2 separate regions of the Zea mays genome follow, and region 2 is linked to region 1. Evidence: chromatin contacts called from public Hi-C data. All regions are on one chromosome and are shown on one strand. The core of a region is the stretch at or near the end of the contact, and the rest is flanking DNA. Distances in the headings are between cores, read along the strand shown.

Region 1 (2,815 bases), core at 13-2,512:
CGTCGAGCCGACTGCCACGAGCCACTCCCCCCGATCTGCCTCACCTTCCATGTAGAGCGCGGATCGAGAGCCGATGCGCCGTCTCTCCTCGCCTTCCACGGATAGCGAGCCCCGAACTCGCATCTGGAGACCGCAGAGCGCGTCGGGGGGAGGGGCGCTGTGGCCGCTGGCATCGCAGGGACGGGGGCGGGGGCAGGCATCGACGCACGGGGTGGTTGATGGGGGCGAGGGCACGATGCACAGCGAGTGGGAGCGGTCGCCGATGGAAGGGCGCGGGGGGTGGGGGAGGATGTCGGGGGCAGGGGCATGCACACGGGCGTGGGCCGATTATGGCGGGGCGGCGATGGATAGTGCGATGATGGTGGGGCGGCGATGGAGGGTTCCTGGGATTGCGCGACCAAGAGCAGGGCAAGGGGAGGATGTCGGGGGCAGGGGCAGGGCAGAACCGTGCGCCACGCCACTGTGGACGCCTACGGTATCTTCTTAAGAGTAGTAGAGATATGTGGACCATATATTTATTCTGATATAAAATTTATTTTATATGGATATTAAATATGATTGTAACGCTAAAAATATTATAATAATACATTTTTTAAAAGCTCGTTCATCCAGCCCGAATGAATCTAGATCTATATGTTCCCATCAGACCACCTCATTATTTGATCGAATGCCAGGCGTTGTGGCTCAGGGCTAGCTCAGGCCCACGTTCGTGTGCGTACCGGCCGGATTGGGCCACACACGATGCTTCTCCTGCACCAATGCAAAAAGGCTCGGCTTGACGGTTGCTATTATATGTCCTGGTGACCTGTAGCGAGATCTGCTCCGAAAGGCAGCTATCATAATTACCAAGCAATTTCATTCAGTGCAGGAACATGGCGACGCCCGTAACTTGGCCAGCTAGGGACATTCGTTGGCATTAACGTGGCTGCTGCCATAAACCTGCGGTCCTCATGCTAGTAGTATTGGAGTACATTGCTATTGCTATTCCTATGCTATGCTATGTCCGTCGGAGCATCACGGTCGTCCAAGAATCAGTGTATAATGCGCTCGCGATGTCCTGGCTAGCTATAGATGCACAGACGTGACGGAGGCTTCATCCATCGTCACCTCCCCCTGTCGCCATGAGCGGCTGCCTTTAGAGGCCTCACGTGGCACGGATCGGAGGTGGCTGGTCTGGTTGGTTGGTCGATGGAGTGAGAGAGAGAGAGAAAGGGATCGGCGGCCGCACCAGGTGACAGAGGAGGACACTCGAACGTGAGACAGCAATAAAGAAAGCAAGAGGTGGCCTCGGAGTGGCCCCGTCCCATGAGCCGAGCCGAGCGACACAGATGCACGCAGCAGGCTTCCCCACAGCTGCTTCCTTGCAGGCCGGAGGGAGGGATCGAATCGAATAGAGCCGCGCTCAGCCTGCCGGTCGTTTTCCCTTCAACCACCGCGCGATCTGCTGCAAATCCTCCATGCTTTCCCCAGCGGAAAAAGGAGAGATACAGATACTAGCTAGATATATTATCCTCCTGCTGCTGCTGCTGCACACCACAACAACCCACCCGCCGGTGCAAGTTCGTAGTGATTCCATTTCTTTTGTGACCAGCGCAATTGATAATGCCGGCGTCGTCGTCGCCGTCGCCGTCGCCGCTCGAGATCGTGACCTGCTCCGCTCTGGAGGATCCGTGGTCACCAATGATGGCCATCGCCGGCGACAAGTTCACGGTGGTGCAGCGGGTGCCGAGGGACGTCTCGGACGGCCTCCTCGGCAAGTTCGCGGACACCAGCGCGTTCGGCTTCGACTACGACCGCAGCGCGCTCTGGTCGCCGCTGGTGCTGCGTCCCGAGGCCATGCTGCTCGCGCAGTGCCCGGCCGGGCGCCGCGGCCGACGGCGGCTACGATGGCGGCAGCGTCGCCGGAACCGGAGGAAGGTGCGTGCGTACCGCTCATTCTCGCTCTCTGGAGTCTGGTGTCTGTGTCTTGTGCGGCAGCAGAGCTGGCGTAGTATTAGGACGCGTAACTGGATGGTCTTTGGGCTTGCAGGTGCTCTGCGGCTGCTGGCAATGGTGGTGACGTCGCATGCAATGTTGCCTACGGACGTCGAAGCATCTGGTCTGAATCATCCTGCAAACGTTCTGCCGCCGATTCTTGGATTTCTTCATTCTTCTGCAGTATTATGCATTCAAAGAGTCAATACTGTTACCATATCGTCTCTCTATGATCAACGACGATGGGAAGCTGAGGACGCTATGTAATGTATATGTATGTATACATGCAGCAACGTAAGGTCCAAATGTAAGATGAAATGATTGTGTAATGTATAGTCACAGATAATTACATTGTTTTTTCGATGTGCACATTGGACACGTATCATTGTGTTGTGATTGTTGGAGGCATCTTCAACAGGAATGAATACAGTAATTACACTTGCTAAGTACTTTTTGGTCCACGTGGTATTAAAGCTTGTTTTTTTAGAAAGTACGTTTTGGTCCACATCGTTCAAGTTTAACACTGAATGCCTACATGATCTCAATAGCATAAGTTTTTATGTCGAATTAGTTATGGAGGGTCTTTAACACTACCGGGATCAGACACTCGGCAAAGCCTGGAAAACACTCGGTGAAGTCTTTGCCGAGTGTAGCACTCGGCAAAAAGAGCTCGACAAACTGTACATCGGCAACGGCTTCTTTGCCGAGTACTTTTTATCGGGTACTCGGCAAAGACTTTGCCGAGTATCACTCGATACTCAGCAACGAAAAGCCGCCGTCACGACGATTGGTAATGGAGACGGCGCCGTTGCGGAGTGTTCTAGGTGACACTCGGCAAAGA
Region 2 (3,086 bases), core at 511-3,010, 280 kb after region 1:
GTCCTGTGTGCCCATAACCGCTGTTTTGAACTCTTTTCTTCGCCTAGGCCCGCACGCCAGTCACTCAAATGCTCATTTCTTCTTCCTCCAGCCACCCCACGTGCACTCTCTATCTCTGGCTTGCCAGCGCCGTGGCCTGTGTCCTCTCCCGTGCCTGTGCTCATGGGGTCGCCTCGCCGACGGCGGTCTATCGCTACTCCTAGGTCTGCAAGATTGGTTGTGTGCTTCTCGACAACCGGCCTTTGCCCGTGCATTGACTGACCCCTAACTTCTGATTGGATGCCTGCATGTGCATGCCTCTATGTGTGGATGCAACGGAGGCCAAATTGAGCCTTTTTTGTTGCATACATGGAGAAGCACGAAAGCCGCGTTTGTGACAGGCCAGGCTTGGTCGAGCCATGCGTCGGTTACCCAGACAACCAATCATACGCATAGAAACTATTTCTAGTTTCTGTATGCATCGTGGGTGGCAGTCTAGCTCTTAAGTGCTAGACTTGTATTAGCTTATCATGATCAGGCCCTAGACCTCTAGTAGCCTACCATGACCCTTCAATAATGGCAATGGGGAATGGGAGGAAAGATACCAAACAAATCAATCGCTTCATCCTCACGATGCACAACACACAACACAGGTAGTTACAGGATGAGATTGATGCAAGGTCCCTCTCGATCGAGAATTAACTACCTAACAAATACTGTTGTGAAAAAGAAGCGACGAAAGCATACATGTACATATATAGCCTGAAAGGATTATTTTCGAACTCGACGAGAGGACGAGATCAATCAGGTGCCGCTGGTGCCAAAGCAAAAGTACAGATATTTATTCTGTTTTTGATGGTCCTGAAAAATGGAGATTGATCTAGGCACCCTTCTAGCTAGCTGAGCACTATCATTTTCATGTAGTGTACCTGTTTTGGTTTCGCTTCCAGTAGGCGGCAATCTGACCGATGTTACAGGGTGTTTGGGTAGGGAGATTCATCTAAGGCTTGTTCATTTCAACAATAATTTATGTAGATTAGATGATATTAAGTCGGTTTAAATTCGTAGCAAGTCGAAATTCATCTCAATCCATTCCAATACACATCAATCCACATGGAATTGAAATAATCGAACAAGGCCTAAAATGGTTCAATTCCCTGATCCGCATCAGTATAGAGTATTGCCACAACTTCTCTAGTGTCAAATGACTAGAGACATTGTTTTCCAATCATGTTGCTGCTCATGCCCATCTGATTGGTTGCCCATCATATGCGTTGACTTTGTCTTAGCTTATGTTTAGTTGCATACACACGATAAACATATGTTGCATGAGCGGATACAAAATAATCCATTTTAAGACGGTTTGGCTGATCGAATCCGTCGTATCTGGCCCACCATGGCCGCACGAGCCCGGGCGCCAACATACAACCATCCAATCAAGCGGTATATGGCTGTATTGCAACGCATGACGCATCTGGTTCCCTAGATGTGGATCCACGTCAGAAATTAGGTCAACAATTCAAAAACAAATTTGTTGACAATAAAAGTCATCATGCTATTTCAAGCCTAGGATCATAGGATGGGCCCTTCTTACTATTTCAAGCCTAGGACGGGCCCTACACATTGGGCCAGTTCGTCATCATGCTGGATTGTTATATTAACCCGGCCTGTACGTCGTCAGTGACGAGGGGCCAGCGAATATAGTCCAAATGTTTTCTTCATATTACAGCCCAAAACAAAAGCCCATAACTTTATCAATGAACCAGGCCCAAGTGAAAGTCGAGACCCCCCTGTCTCTAGGGTTTCCCTCTTTTAATTCCCCCGCCGCCGCCCCTCGCCACGCTCCGCCAGCCGCTGCCACTCGCCACGTTCCACCAGCCGGCGCCCCTTTTCCTTCTCACTCCGCTGGCGCCGGCGCCGCCTTATCCATGGTGAGCATCTGGTCTCTCCCGTCATCACGCTTAGCTGCTCCTCAGTTACTGTATATGGACCTAACCCTTATGCGCTTCTCTGTGTGCGTGTCTTTTCTTTCGCAGGCGTCGGAGAAGAAGCAATCCAACCCGATGAGGGAGATCAAGGTGCAGAAGCTGGTGCTCAACATCTCCGTCGGAGAGAGTGGGGATCGCCTCACCCGCGCCGCCAAGGTTCGTGCCTGTTCTTGCGCCTCAGATTTTTGCAAAAAAAAAAAAACAGTTTATTGTTTTTTATCCTTGTTATAGCCGTCCGGTTTCCATCGTTGGTAGATGTAATCTCATGCGCCCTTCATAGGTAGCTTCTGCTACTCGTTTAGTATGGTTTGTTCGGATTGTGTGTAACCAGGATAATATTTTTTATAACGGAAGAATGTAGTTCCATGGAAAGAGTTTGAAATTCAGTCTGGTCTCCGTATTGTGCAACAATTCCTTAACGGATTGCAGCTGGCAGATGACGTCTCTTATAGTTGTAGGCTTGTAGGATCACTTTGTGTAGTCATTTCTGATGTCGATCACTGACAACAGAATGAGAATTCGAAGCTTAATGGTAACTGTGTAATAAAGAAACTTGAGCTATTAATGTCATTTATCATTACAGTGCCTTTTCTAGTACATCGAAACTCATGCAAATGACCTCAACCATGTTGTTTTGGTGGCTGTAGCTACTCATTTACTGCTTAGTATTGTAAATCATACTATTTTGAACTCTAACTATGCTGTAAACTGCTTAATAGTTGATTACTTCTATGGACCCCTTTAAATTTACCATAAGCATATCAGTAAGTCCATGGTTGCATCCATGCTTGCAGGTCCTGGAGCAACTGAGTGGCCAGTCACCAGTGTTCTCTAAGGGTATATTTGCTTGTTTTATATTAGTGTTTTCTTCTCTGCTTCCTAACACCGATGAGTTTCTTTTGTTTAATATTTTGTGGTTTTCTGATTCTTCAGCTAGGTACACTGTCCGTTCCTTTGGTATCAGGCGTAATGAGAAGATTGCCTGCTATGTTACTGTAAGGGGTGAGAAGGCAATGCAGCTTCTGGAGAGTGGACTTAAGGTCAAGGAATATGAACTGCTAAGGAGGAACTTCAGTGACACAGGGTGCTTTGGTTTCGGAATCCAGGAGCACATTGATC

The links. A called contact is a pair of places that touch in the nucleus more often than the background predicts.
Region 2: a contact with region 1 is called in a Hi-C map of ear, with 2.8 times the contacts expected there. The contact joins the promoter of LOC100282010 here to the promoter of LOC103638598 in region 1. A contact is called at or near these places in 2 of 25 Hi-C or Micro-C datasets (ear and tassel).

Annotation. Positions count from the first base shown.
Region 1 is chr9:81,906,743-81,909,557 of Zm-B73-REFERENCE-NAM-5.0, forward strand. LOC103638598 reads left to right here and starts at 1,263. Exons shown (of 2, transcript XM_008661468.2): 1 at 1,263-1,917; 2 at 2,030-2,423. The coding sequence starts at 1,603. The coding sequence ends at 2,059.
Region 2 is chr9:82,190,949-82,194,034 of Zm-B73-REFERENCE-NAM-5.0, forward strand. LOC100282010 (60S ribosomal protein L11-1) reads left to right here and starts at 1,761. Exons shown (of 5, transcript NM_001154923.2): 1 at 1,761-1,910; 2 at 2,016-2,123; 3 at 2,762-2,804; 4 at 2,901-3,086. The coding sequence starts at 1,908.